Regions from separate parts of the Mus musculus genome. Here region 2 is linked to region 1. The links are chromatin contacts, called in public HiChIP or PLAC-seq maps. All regions are on one chromosome and are shown on one strand. Each heading gives the region's core, a stretch centred on a gene start, on an enhancer-like site or on the middle of the called end of the contact. The rest is flanking DNA. Distances are from core to core; before and after follow the strand shown. Region 1 has its middle 110 kb from the start of Gm40892. Region 2 has its middle 58 kb from the start of Gm34869.

What was found. HiChIP or PLAC-seq counts read pairs in DNA pulled down with a chosen protein or histone mark.
Region 2: a contact with region 1 is called in a CTCF HiChIP or PLAC-seq map of pro-B cells, with 2.9 times the contacts expected there. The contact joins two enhancer-like sites. A contact is called at or near these places in 1 of 15 datasets of contacts at CTCF or cohesin (pro-B cells) and 3 of 484 Hi-C or Micro-C datasets (the G1E-ER4 cell line, large pre-B cells and uterus).

Annotation. Positions count from the first base shown.
Region 1 is chr12:93,002,918-93,010,455 of GRCm38.p6, forward strand. No RefSeq gene overlaps it. Among named protein-coding and RNA genes, the nearest start is that of Gm40892, 110 kb to the left of the region's middle. Within about 2 kb of position 4,129, at least 4 of the 459 cell types and tissues checked have an H3K27ac peak or open chromatin away from gene starts, as enhancers often do. A contact at or near this core is called in pro-B cells, where this site is marked.
Region 2 is chr12:93,148,511-93,156,048 of GRCm38.p6, forward strand. No RefSeq gene overlaps it. Among named protein-coding and RNA genes, the nearest start is that of Gm34869, 58 kb to the right of the region's middle. Within about 2 kb of position 4,276, at least 4 of the 459 cell types and tissues checked have an H3K27ac peak or open chromatin away from gene starts, as enhancers often do. A contact at or near this core is called in pro-B cells, where this site is marked.

The sequences.
Region 1 (7,538 bases), core at 2,879-5,378:
GTTGGGAAAGATGTGGGTTGTTAGAACTATTACCCAGGAGTTGGTACAATAAAGCAATACAGACTGTTCACCATTTCCTTAGAAAGTTAAACAGGATTACCATGTGAGTAAATATTTTCACTCTTAGGCATACACCCAAATTCTTGCAAGACTTGTGTGGGAATGATTATACCAGCATGATTCATAGTTTTCCCAAAGAAATGGCCAAGTGCCCACCATGTACAAGAAAGATAGACAAAAAAAAAAAAATGGTAGAAGTACAGTGTGAAATATTTCCAACCACAAAACAGTGATGTACCGGGACTGGAGAGATGGCTCAGCCTATAAGAGCATTGACTGCTCTTTCAAAGGTCGTGAGTTCAATTCTCAGCAACCACATTGTAGCTCAAAGCCACCTGTGATGAGATCTGATGCCCTCTTCTGGTACACGAGAAGACAGCTACAGTGTACTTATTTATAATAATTAAAAAAAATCTTAAAAAAAGTAATGTACCAAGTGAAATAGGCACTAAAACATGGATGATCGTCAAAGTATAGTAAGCAAAAGGAGCCACTAACAAAAGTGGATTAGTGTATCCCTTGAACTAGGAATTGGTAATAGGAGAAATGACAGAAAATGGAGAAATGAGCACAATTTGAATAGGGTTTCTTCAAAAGTGATAAAAGTTTACCAATGCTAGATTCGGGTGATGACTGGGCAATTCAGGTGATAAATATTAAAAAACACCAAACTGTACAACTGGAAAGGGCTCCTTGAATTGTTAAAAAAATGACGAAACTAGAAATGAACAAATCCAGCCTCAATATATGGGAAGAAACAGGCATTAAAATTCGACTAATTAAAATCAGACAGATGAAGTTGCAAAACTAAAAACTATAACTTTGATAAATTGAAAACCAAATTTTGACAAGTTGTTCTTTTCACTTGTGGAATAGAATGTTTTCTTTAGTCATTGTCTAGAATGAGTTTGTGAGACTGGAGCAGGACCAGTATCCCTGCATTTTTAAGATTAAAGTGGCCATGCTTTTCTTGCTCATCTCATTTTATGCCTAATAGATCCCCAAATTCCTCATGGACTCTTGCTCTCTTTGAGGCAGTTATTCTTAGCTACTGTTGAGAGTTATGTTTGAGTTTGGATGCAGCTGGCTTGAGTATAGATGACAGGCCAACCTTAGATTGCATAGCTTTGGTTTCCTCAGATACCAACAATGAAACCCTGGCATCTTTCCTGTCAAGTTATTCAATTGAACTCGTAACTATCTTTAGGTGGTCAGTCAGACTTGTCATCTGGTACGAGCAAAGGCAGACTTCAGTTGAAGCTGATTTTCCTCAACCTTCCTCTATCCCTTTTGACCTAATAGTCTGCAAGCCACCAGTGTTGGTAACAGGAAGACTTAGAATTGTTTCAACTTGTGTTGCAGCCTGTCCCAACTTCAATCAGATTCAACTTCAACTGAGAACCTTAAGAAGCCATCCATATCACATTCCCCCACTGCTTTTGGTCTATCATTTGTTGAAATTGAATCGTCTCCAGAGAGACATGCATTTCTATCATCTGTTCCTTTGCCTTTTCTTTGTACATTGGCTCAAATAGCCCGTTGGACTTTTCCTGGGACTCATCTGCCCAAAGACAGTCTATTGACAGATGTAGCCAAATGTTTTGTTTGTTTGTTTGTTTGTTTATCTTGTAGTGTGGACTTATAGTTTCCACTAAAACATGGAATGACATCATCTATTTCCCAGAAAACATCTTACAGGTCATCACCATTCGCTGTTCCCATGCCTCTTCTAGTCAGAGGAGAGTCTAAAAGGCTCCTCTATATTTCTGGATGAGTAAGTTGAGACAGGCTGCCTTTATTGGAGTAACAATAATGGGATATCTGTATTTCTCTTCCTCATATTGACAACTTTGTGGAGATTCAGAAATTTTCCCATTTTTCAATTTACTCATCCGGAAATATTGAGGAGCCTTTTAGACTCTCCTCTGACTAATTTCTGACTAAGAGCTAATTTCTTATGGCCAGTAAGGCCTCAGTGAGTTCTGAAAAAGAACATTGCCCCCTTTCTTTGCATTTCTTTCACCCCTCGTAAATCATAGCTCCTTCAATATCCATGCCCTGGAGCATGACTTCATGAGACAGGCCACCTTCAAGATGTCATTAAATAGTGAGACAAAAATTCAATGTGGGACAAACACTGAGCAACTCTGAATGCCTCAGTGAACACTGGTTCAAGATGGCGATGGAGGCTGACCTCCAGGTTTCACAGTGGAATATAGAACATTGTACAGCCAAGAATGCTGGAGTATTTCATTCTGCCATGGTTGTCTAATTGTGTAATTCATAGTTCCTAAGTCCATCCTAATTACAAGACAGTGGTATCTGGATATAGTTTCAACATCTTCTACACTGTCCTGGAGTGGAATGCCTTGGTTTGGAGATAAAACACAATCCACAACTATCTTTGCTCTGTTATATAACTGAACACATATAACTTTTAGACAAGTCATATAAGTCAATACCTTGTCCCATGACATATTAATGTGACAGTAGTGTCTGGATATTTATTATGATACACCATGTTTCAAGTGTTTCATCTTAGGGTAGAATGAATGTTATGAGATCACGTAAGTCATCTAACTCAAATGCTAGTATCCTATTGTCTTGTTTTCTATTTCATCAGTAATAAAGTTGGCTATATACATTTAGCTAAGTGGTCTTTGTATTTTTCTCATTTTTGTTGTTTGTTTGAGACAGAGCCTCGCTGTATAATAGCTATGTAGATCTGGAACTAATAGATTTTCTCCTATACCTGGTTTTTGGGGTTAAAAGTGTATGCCACCACAACTGGCAGAGCATTATATCTTAATCATTCTGATTCCTCGAACATGTTGTATGCCATGAAGATGAAAATGTAAACAACTATATCCAATTATTAAATTTTATTTAAAAAATCTAGAAACCCATAAATGTAGTGGGGTGTTTGTGACTTAATCATAAAGCAGTACTCGTGAAATGTATCTAAACCCACAAAACTTACTAATATAGAGCGATTTGAATATTCAGAGAATGCATCTTCATTGTCTGGTTCGTTATAGTAATATCAAAGTATAGAGTTACATTATTATATTTGGAAGGAAAACTAGAAACCTACAACCCATTTTGCAAGTTAAATAATTTTGTTTAAAAGAAAATATCCTCTTTTGTCAGAATAAAGCATGGTTTATTAGGGTTCAAGTTTACATTTTGCCCAGAGTTTTGCCATGTGGCTGAAGGAAGAGTCAAGAATATTTGTTTTCGTTCATTGTGTGCAGAAATGTTACTGTAGAGAACAGTACAGAAGTAGACAAGCAGTACCAGAAGGTAAGCATCCTTCTACCTTAATATACATGCAGCCCCTACAGATTTTTGAGGCACATTAATAACCTGTAACCTGTGCACTTAATGGTTAGGTTGGTGGACATATTATTATGCTTCTTGCTAAGTATTGTCCAGGTTTTCCAGTATACCACATCGTATGGTCTATAACTACAGATAAAAACCAACCTCCATCAAAATTAGTACTAACTGAAAACTAGGGTACATTTGACTATAGGTCGCTGTTTCAAAAGAAATGCATCAAAAAGACTGTTTCCTGATTGATATTTACAGCGAAATGAGTTACATGAAGTAGAATGGAAAGAAGAGATTAAGATCTATCTGGAGCTGAAGCCAATCGGGATGCATTTCAGAGAGGCTTGCTTTTACTAATCATTAACGATGAACTAGAACAGGTTAATAGGCCTTTTGCTTTCTAAAGTTTCCCCTCTCATAGTTAGAAATCCACAGGTGTGATGGCAACAGACAGAGACACAGACACACAAACCTACACAGACATGTAACACACACACACACACACACACACACACACACACACACTGCATTTGCTCTTGTTTTTTCCACGATATGAAACTGTTCATATGGAAAATGTTGAAATGGATTTGCAGTCTCCATGTAACATAGCTTGTTACTGGCTCTTATTAGCAGTTCTTGCATCCAAACAGAATCTTCCATTCCCCTAGGAGCTTGGCATCACCACATTAAAGGAGGGGGGTCTCGGGTAATATTACCAGAAGAGGGCAGTGAAGTTCCACACACAGAACATGGCTGAGAAAAAGCTTCTGAACCTGACTACCAACCTGCAGTTAATAAAGAGCTGGGTAGAGGAGCAAAATGGCTAGGTTTAGAAAAGATTTATTTCAGCTGCATAAGCAGGAAAGTCATAGACTCCCCAGGAAAACTCCATCTGTGGAATTCAGAGCAAGGCAAGGTGTGCTAAGTGATCAAAGGCTAGAGCTGAAGCCATAAACCACCATTGCTCTCCTTTAGAACATGGTCCTCCTGTTCCTGGAATCTTCCCATGTGGGGACCTCTAAAAGAGTGGTGCAGGGGATTTTACAATTTTAATAGCAACAAGACGACTGACATTTTTGACTTCTGGATTGAAGAATTGGATCGTTTAAAACAAGAACTGAAACAGGAAGCTACACATTATATCCAATCAAAATTGAGAATTTATAACAACTTTGTTAGTGAGCTATTTTGATGCTAGGCAGATTTCTTCCCTCAAACTTGGTATTAACAGTTTAAAGATATACACTGAATTGGACCATTATGAAGACAGCATCCCAGTCGCCAATAACCTATGCAATTGTGTCTCTTAGCTTTCCTCCCAGAATATTCTGAAGTTGAGACCTTCAACTGTGTGGCTTCAGTCTTTGAGTAGATGCTCACAAAGGAATATTTAAAGTATTTAGAGTGCTGGGAAGTACAGAAATTTATGAACTGGGGGAGGATTTTTACTGATTTCTGCTTTCTGCCACCCACCATTATTGTTTCCTTTTCTACTTGAGTGTTGTAATGAAAAACTTGCTTGAACTCCAAATTTCAAATTGTCTATCTCACAGCACAATGGAAAAATTTACTTCAAATATCTATTTCATTAGAGATAAAGCATGAAATTATTTTGAGCCAGCATTTGAAACTCTTATATAAGGATCCCAATCCCTAGTTCTTTTGGAAAAGAATTAAAATGTCTTATCAGTTTATTTTTTTTTTTAGATATTTTCTTCATTTACATTTCAAATGCTATCCTGAAAGACCCCTATACCCTCCCCCGGCCCTGCTCCCCAACCCACCCACTCCTGCTTCCTGGCCCTGGCATTCCCCTGTACTGGGGCATAAAATCTTCACAACAACAAGAGCTTCTCCTCCCATTAATGGCCTACTAGGACTAATTCTGCTACGTATTCAACTAGAGACACAAACTCTGGGGGAGGGGGGGTACTGGTTGTTCATATTGTTGTTCCTCCTATAGGGTTGCAGACAGCTTTAGCTCCTTGGGTATTTTGTCTAGCTCCTTCATTGGGGGCCCTGTGTTCCATCCAATAGATGACTATGAGCATCCACTTCTGTACTTGCCAGGCACTGGCATAGCCTCACAAAAGACAGTTATATCAGGGTCCTGTCAGCAAAATCTTGGTGGCATATGCAATAGTGTCTGGGTTTGGTGGCTGTTTATGGGATGGATCCCCAGATGGGGCAGTCTCTGAATGGTCCTTCCTTCCATCTCAGCTCTGAACTTTGTCTCTGTAACTCCTTCCATGGGTATTTTGTTCCCCATTCTAAGAAGGAATGAAGCATCCACACTTTGGTCTTCCTAAGAAAATCAAATAACCCTATTTAAAAAATGGGGTACAGAGCTAAACAAAGAATTCTCAGCTGAGGAATACTGAATGGCTGAGAAGCACCTGAAAAAATGTTCAACATCTTTAATCATCAGGGAGATGCAAATCAAAACAACCTTGAGATTCCACCTCACACCAGTCAGAATGGCTAAGATAAAAAATTCAGGTGACACCAGATGCTGGCAAGGATGTGGGCAAAGAGGAACATTCCTTCATTTCTGGTGGGATTGCAAGCTAGTACAAACACTCTGGAAATCAGTTTGGCGGTTCCTCAGAAAATTGGGCATAGTAATACAGGAAGATCCAGCAATACTTTTCCTGGGCGTATACCCAGAAAATGTTCCAACTTGTAATAAGGATATATGCTCCACTATGTTCATAGCAGCCTTATTTATAATAGCCAGAAGCTGGAAAGAACCCAGATGTCCCTCAACAGAAGAATGGATACAGTAAATATAGTACAGTTACACAATGGAGTAATACTCAGCTATTAAAAACAATGAATTTATGAAAATCTTAGGCAAATGGATGGATTTGGAGGACATCATCCTGAGTCAGGTAACCCAATCAGAAAAAAAAAAAACAAAAAAAAAACAAAACAAAAAAAAAAAAAACATGATATGCACTCACTGATAAGTGGATATTAACCCAGAAACTTAGAATACCCAAGATATAATTTGCAAAACATAGTTTATTTTTAAGTAGCATTCAAAGCAAAAGAGTTCATCTTTCAGTCTTCTTGTCTCCTCTGTCTTCCAAACACCATCCTATACCTTCACACTTGATATTTTGTTACGCATCTTCTCTTTCTTATCATCTATGTTCTACTGGACTCCCCAGCTGTGGTAATCCACTATAACCTCTCTCTCTCTCTCTCTCTCTCTCTCTCTCTCTCTCTCTCTCTCTCTCTCTCTCTGTCTAACTAATCCAGGTACTCAAATCTAAAGAGTTAAAGTCAGAATCTAGATTTAAGGTAAAACATGTAATACATTTGAGATACAAATTCAGCATGATTTTTTCACAGTTCCATCTGTTTAACTGTAGTTTACATGATGCATATTTAGCAAATTTTATTGTTGACAAACACCTAGGCAGATTTAATTTTCTAGCTAGTGTGAATAACTTATCAATGAGCATGGGTGAACAGGTTTTCTGAAGTAGGATAGAGTTTGCCTGTAGCCCCAATAGTGGTTGAGTTAGGTCATATGCTGTTTCTAGCTTTCTTAAGAACTGCTACAGTGATCTCCATCACAGCTACACCATTTTATATTCTCACCAGAGGTGTATAAAGCTTTCACTTTTTCTACAGCCTCTCCAGCATCTGCTGTCATTTGATTTTATTATTGATAATAGCCATTCTGCCTGTGATGAATTTCCAATTAGTTTTAATTTGTATTTTTCAGATCAATAATTATATTGGACACTGGCAATTGCTATTTCATGTTTTGAGAACTCTTTATTCAATCATAAATCTAATTTTGTGGGGGATTTGCTTATGTATTTTCCTTATACATAGATTTTTGAGTTTTACACAAACACATACACATATCAGACTTATATTTGTCAGATATTTAGATACTTATATATTCATGAAAAAGGATAGCCATTATCTTTGGAAACATACCAAGCTGTGTGTCAACCAGGTTTCAGTGGACAGTTCCAAACACATGGTCAAGCTAATGGCTCTGGTTAAAATATAATCAATACGATATGAATATGAGATGAAAACTAGTATGTAGCAGAGATGCCCAGAGTGGGATGGATTACAAAGGAGGAAGAGGGTGAAAGTAGCCATAATACATTATGTGCATG
Region 2 (7,538 bases), core at 3,026-5,525, 150 kb after region 1:
TTAGGTAAGTTTTCTTCTACGACTTTGTTGAAGACACTATTAGGATTGGTCTTTACATAGTATCACAATATTTTGGATGTTTTGTGTCAGAAACTTTTTAAATTTGGCATTTTCTTTGACTGACATACCAATTCATTTATTGTATCTTCTATGTCTGAGATCTTCTTTCCATTTCTTGTGTTCTGTTGGTGATGCTTGCATTTGTAGTTCCTGTTTTCTTTCCTAGGTTTTCCATCTTCAGGTTTGCTTCTGTTTGTGTTTCTTAATTGCCTCTAATTCCACATTCGGGACTTGAACAATTTTATTCATTTCCTTCACCTGTTTGCTTGTATTTTCCTCTATTTCTTTATACTTATTTGTTTCCTCTTAAAAAGACCTCTATCTGTTCAATTGTAGTTTCCTGTATTTTTGAGGTATTCATTTATTTCTTCTTTAAATGTCTCTATCATCTTCATAAAATGAGATTTAAGGTCTTAGTTTTGCTCTTCAGGTGTATTAGGATATTCAGGGTTTACTGTAGTAGGAGAGCAGGGTTCTGATAGTACTCTATTACATTGGCTTTTGTTGATTGTGTTCTTGTGCTAGTCTTTAGCAATCTGATTGTCTGTGGTATTAGCTGGTCTGATAGTCTCTGGTAGAAGCAAGCCTCTGGGATTGTTTTTCTCCAGTGGTAGTAGGCCTCCCAGGAGACAGGCAGAGCTGTGTGGTGCAAAGTGGAATACAGAAACAGGATTGCAGGAAGAGATCAAGACCAGACGATGGAACCCAGAGGATGGGGCATACCTCACAGCTCCTGGGATTGCTGGGGCCCCAGCAAGCAGGTGATTGGGGGATGGGTGTCTCACATGGTTTTCCTGGGTGGCAGCAGGCATCTTGGGAGGTGGGCAAAGCTGCGGCCTGGGGACTAATAAAATAATATTTTGATGACACTTCAATATATTTTTGCATTTTCCTTATAGTAATAATTGTGTGCTTGAGACTGAATTTGTCAGTAGCAATGAGAGAGTAGGATTGCTCTAATCAATTTGGAGGAAAATCCATGTGACTTCCTGTTGTCTCTGATCACTGATTTTTGTTCTCAGGTGCTTGTTAGAGACAGGCAAGTAAATCTTTGCTTTCTGACATACTGAGTTATTTCCTCTATGTTTTGAAAGGACAATTAAAATTCTTTGAGCTCTGTAGATAGCCTGCTTTACTCCCCACTTACTGGTAAACTGAGCATGCCCTCTTAGCGTCAGCACTTTGGTAAGTAAGGACTATCCCAGCTTCTGTTGCTGCCAGAATATTTTCATTGCTGAAGGCATCCCAGCCTCAGCTAACTATGGATTTTTATGGATTCACTTAGCCATTCCAAGTCCATCTGTCTGTAATAAAACAAAGATCCCTTCAACCCCTGCAAGAATTTCAGAGCTGTGAAACTCAAAAAAAAAAAAATGCCACCTGGGAGATTACTTTACCTCTCGTTCTTGGCAATGATTAAAGTGTTCTTCTGGGACTAATTTGCATTCATCCAAGCTTTTGAATAGCTACTTTCTTCAGGACTCCATTAAAAAAAAATACCTCTTTATAAGATCTTTACGAGATGTTCTCTGTTGTGAACCAAAAGATGTTGTAGAAGGCGTAATGTCACAGAACACTAGAGATGCTGAGGCAGCATCCTGCACATACTCTTCACATCCTCTTCTCATATTCTGAAGATACTTTCTTTTTCCAATGTAAATCATTATCAAATAGACTGGCCTCATGTGGGGACTTGCTTCTTGTTCTTCCTTCCATACATTATTTCATGGATAGACTGGAGTGTGGCAAATGAGCAAGGCTATGATTTGAATATGGTTGTTTTCTCTGAAACGCTTGTTGGAATTCATTTGCCCCTGTGACAGTGGGAGAGGTAAAGCCTTCTCATAGGATCAGATAGTGATAGATGATGAATGATATCTTTCCTGAGGAGCTGCTGAAGCCCCAGAATGGACCTCTGTCTGATTCTTCCATCATAGCCATTTGCCCTTTCAGGTCTCCATTTTTAGGATGAAAACCAACACCATGATCAGATACAGCCATGAGATCTTGGACTTAAACTTGTCAGTGCAAACATCTAAAGAAGCATTCAAATGCTTGTTATAAAACCATGAAGACCTGAGTTCCATCCATAGACATCATACAAAAAACATGTATGGTAAATAACACTTATAATCATAGATTTGGGAAGAGACAAACAGTTAATTCTGAGACTCACTGAACATCCAACCTATCTAATTTTTTGACCTCCAGATCAATAAGGCAAACTGTCTAAAAAAAAAATAGGATTCAAGCCACATAGACCTCTTCATACATATACCTAGGTACACATTCATGGGTACACACATACATATACACATGAAATACAGAGCTATATGTGAAAACTTCAACTTTATATATTACTCACGATAAATTATCCTTCTATAATAACAGAAAAATACTAAGACAGTTGCTAAATATGTGGAGTCCTAGGTCAAAGCCAAGCCCGATCCACATTTAATAGCTAAAGTCATAATACTGTAGTTTTTGTGGATATTATGGAAACTATTTTATCCTGAATAACTATAAAAATCCCTTCAAATATCTTTAAAGATATTGTCCCATTGTAGAGACACTGGCAACCCATATGTATAAAAGAGATATAAATAGATTTCAGTTTTTCTATAGAGATCAAAAGAGAGTGCCACATTTCATCTGAAATTTTACATTTAATATCTTACACCAACTCAGTGGAAACAAGAGAGATTTCCATTCCTTGAACTGCAAGATTTTATGTTTTGGAACACTTTCAGACATAAGCTCCAGGAAAATAAATGCCAAGATGCTGTAACTATCATAACTTATCTCTCTCCTCATTATAATTAATATTTTCCTGTTCCATCATAAATGCCACAAAACTGCCACATGAAACCTAAGCAATGCTATGGCTCAAACAACAAAGAGGACAGGGCAGCTTAATGCATTTTATCATTTTATAGGAGGCAAATTAAAGTGAATAAGTACTGTGCATCGTAAAAAGAACTGTATTTTTTAAAAGCAAAAAAGAGAGTCACTAATAAAAATGAAGGCTTTCCTATTTCAGTCAATCCCCTGCAGAGAAAGAGAGCAGAAGCAGCGAAGGAAGCTGAGGGGCTGTGGACTCCGTGCCAGGGATCAGGTACAGCTGCGTAGCTGTTGCTTTCAGCATCCCCTTAGAAGCATGGTGGGGAAATAAACCAGGATGGAACAGCTAAAAGCCACACTGGGGACTGTGTTAGCCTGCAGAAGAATAAGGAGAAGAAAGGCTTAAAGCTGTTCATGTTCGTTGCAAAAAAATGTGATGTACCTGCAACCGAGGCTCTGTCCCCGAGCTGATAATCTCTCAGTTGACTTCCTGAGAGCCCAGAGTTCTGTGACTGTTAGAAACACTGAGGCAATCCCAGTAAAAATCACCTTTCTAGCAGTTTATCTGTAAAGAAGTAATTAGCTACAAGCGGTTCCCTGTCAGTGACTGCACAAAAGGCACTGGCTTCTTCCTGCAGAGAGTTTCCCACTGTAGTAACATTGCGACATTATAGAGATCTCAAAAACATGATCAAGATGTCAGTTTGAGGTAATTTAGCATTTTTCCCTCCAGCTGCAGATTCCTGGGAACTGTCTTTAGTGTGAAGACATCTGCGAGATTGTGCTCATAAAAGAAAGAGGCATGGGTGCTCTTTTACTGTCATGAATTCTCAGATGCTGGGTCAACTTGCTCCATTCCATAAAAGATGTAAAAAGATGGAGATACTCTTCTGGAGAAGAAAAAAAGTCCAGGTCATGTAGCTGCTGCATATTTCATATTAGTGAGGTTTTGTTTTGTTTCTTGATTTTTTTTTTTTTTTGAGAATATTAACTGATTAAAAAGGGAACACATGAAGAAAAGATGCAGCAAACAAGGAAGGGCATACATAGGTATATCAGGAGAGGAATGCAGTGCAACCGTGTCTTCGAGAAATACAAACCAAATTACAATGCACTTGATACTGAGGGGAAAAAAATGTTCTTTTTTTTCTTAAGGAAGTGCACATTTTCCTAAACAACAGTAAAATTTGGAATCAGATGGGATGAAGTGTGTGTGTGTGTGTGTATGAATGTTTCAGACATTGGCATTTAAAAATAATACTATATGTTCATGAGCAAAATTAGAGTGAGAAATTTTCTCCTTCGAAAGAGAAACGAATTGGCTATCATATATGAACAGATGAGCAGGTGTTAGCTTTCCGCATGTAATTTCCTGTGTGGCCAGCAGGAGGTGCACCTGCACAAAGAGCTCCATAACCAATACGCTCTCTACTGTGAACCTATAAATCAGTTTTGGTAGTTGGCTGAATTATGCCCTTACTCATGTAAGGATACTTTTGCTTGAAACTATTCTTTCTCATATTTCTGGCACTCTCTCTTATTTATGGGCATGCTGGAATCTGGCCAAAGCTTTTCCCCTAGGTAAAATGACAACATCTTAATTAGGAATGTTTGGTCTGTGGCTTGTGTTGCCAAAGAGCGGCCCCATTGTTCTAATGCACAGACATTTATCATGAGCCTGCTCCCCATGCCCACAGCCCAGCAGTAGAGCCACAAAGCTGGAGAGCAACGAATCATTTTATGGATTCCAGCATTTGTCCAGTTGTGTGGAAAATGGCAAATTATACTCTACCTAATTTTATCTATGTCATAATTCAAGTGGTCTTCCTAGTTCCTATAAGTGTTATAGTGGAGGATAAATATATTTAAATTAAACACTATATTTTTAGAAGAAGTAGTTTGCAACTACTACATAAACACAAAATAACGCCAATGTTCTTAGATTGGGCCATGCATTATAATTTTGAAGTAGACAAATGTACAGTTTGATGCCAACTAACTTCTTTAAAATGTGACAAGATTATAAATTAGTTATGGGATAAGCTTGGAGCCATGATCAAGTCATTTTTGAGGCTTCATAAAATGCATACTGTGTGCACAAGATGTCCATGTGAACGTAGGGCTTTTTAGTGTAGTTCAGTTGTAAAGTGAATATTTGACAAGTACAGACTAAATGCCCAATCAATGCAACAGCATCAACGAAACAATCATACTAAAGACATATTTGTGGATGCACCATAAATAGAAGATAGACGAACAGAACCCTGCAAAACTGCTAAATATTATAACAAAATATCAGAGGAGAAAAAAAATCTTATCCATAGATTTTAGAGAAGCTTGTAGGATGCCATCTCTCCAATTGGTTTAGTTTCTGAACTAACAATTTCAGTTTCTAAAACTAATCAGAACATGGTCTAAGGTGGCATTTAGTAGATTATTGCAAAAAAGGAATGGATGTTAGCTGCATTTTGTTTCTGAGATCAAACTCCTGGCAGCCTTAAGAGAGAAAAGATTATTATTTTTTTGCTCACAGTTCTACAGGGTTTAGTCAGTCCATGGACACTTGGTTTCTCATGATTGGACAGACTGTCATGGCTGTTGGAGCATTCGTAATGTGACAGCTGCTGATGTCATACTCAGCCAGAAAAACAGAAGGTAAGGAAGGATAAGGACAGGGGTAATAACACCTTGTAGACTGGCCCCCAGTGACATTCTACCTTCACCTAAGCCACACGCCCTAAAGTTTTTGCAATCTCCCCATCCCCAAAAGCAGCATTATTAACCACCAAACTTTTAAAACACAAGGTCATGTGACAGGGTACTGTGAAAACATGAAACTAAGTATAAGGGAAGAAACGACAATTTCTAATGCTGATATAGCTACGTATCAAAGAATTTTGATGAGGTATAAAGGTAATATAAAAATGCAGGGGATTGTGTTTGACCTTCACATCATTTGTTCATATCAGTGGTGTATGTATGCAGGTATGTATGTATGTATATTTGCATATATAGGTCAGAGCACAAAGGTTACACAGGTTAGACATTGGTGCCAGGTACTTTCCTTCAACCCTCTGCCACCTTACTTGTTTTGAGACAGTGTCCGTCACTGAAGTGAATTGTTCACTGACTAGACTAGGCAGATTGGAGAGTGAGCTGTAGGGATCCTACTGGATCTGTGTCCTCAGAGATGTGAATTTGCCTTCTTTATTTTTAATTTCTGTGCTGGGTATATAAAACCAGTGCTCCCTGCTTGCACTGCAATCACCTTAATGACGGAGACTTTGCTGCAGCCCTTTGTGTATGTTTTTTCCCCATAATATCTTTTTATTTTAATTCAAGTATAATTATATCATCTTTCTTCCCTCTTTCTATCACTTCCTTATGTCCTGTTCTGCCAATGTTACACATGGACCCTTACCTCTCTCAAATTTATGATCTCTTTTTCTTTGATTATGATAAATATTTACTAATGCATAAATATGTAAAAACAACCTACCTAGCTCATTTACTGTTACTTGTATGCATATGATTCCTGGACTTGGCATTTGGTATTGCATAAGCACTTAGGGGTCTCACTCTTCACAAAAAATAAATCTTCTACTATTGCCTGTAGGTCTTTATCTAGGTGTGGGGGATCCTTGAGAATTAGCCTTACATATTAGTATATCTATTAATTTTGTCATAGTTTGGGTTTAGTTTAGGCAGTCATGCTATTGAAGTTTAGTGGGTGTAGCTTTTCTATCATTTCTAGGAGATAATCTTGTAGCAGACTTCCTGCTTCTCTGGCTCTTGGATTCCTTCTGTCCCATTGTTCAGTGTTCCCTGAGCCATAGAGCAGTAGTGACGCTGCAAGTGTATGCACCAGAGTTTACCCCACAATCAGTTGCTGTCTGCATTTTAGGGGGTATCATTTTCTGTAAAGGTGTCCCCCTGATGCAACAATAAAGTTCTTTGATGATGAGTCTGAGCTACACTTACCTATGGTAGAGAGCTTAATATTTATAAAGCAGTTAAGAGTCATGCTGTTCTAGTGAAGTAGCAGTAATAGGTTCTCCTCTAAGATTTATGACCTCACTAGTTCCCAGTTAGTTGGCAAGGTTTCCACTTCCAAGCGTGATTTCCCTCCTGTTCACCAGCCCTGAGTCCAATTACATAGCTGTTCATTAATGTCAAGAATTGAATGCCACTGTGCCACCTTTAAGAGTATCTTACAGTGTTGCTTATCACCTTGGTTCATAAGCGTCGCAGCGAGGCAGGACTATCAATCGTTTCCCAACTTTGGCAGTTTGCAGAGTTTGTTTTAATACTCTCTTGGACTCCATGATCAACAGCATTAGAAGAGGTTTCTCATGCCTGGTGCTAGTTTTGTCGATTGGAATACAATTTCATCATTCACTATTTTCATCTAATGACAAAAGAATGGGTGTTTTTGTTTATGTGACTATGATTATTGAGTTTGTGTGTTGTATGAAATTCAAGGAGTCCACAATTCAGGGAAAATAGAGAAAGTTCTGGTCTCTATCAGATTTTGATATTTTTCAGAAATAAGGAAAAGATTCAATACTCACAAACATGCTTTGCTAATGAATTTGTGACAAAACATTTGGGTACGCTGAGTGAAGATCGACAATTGT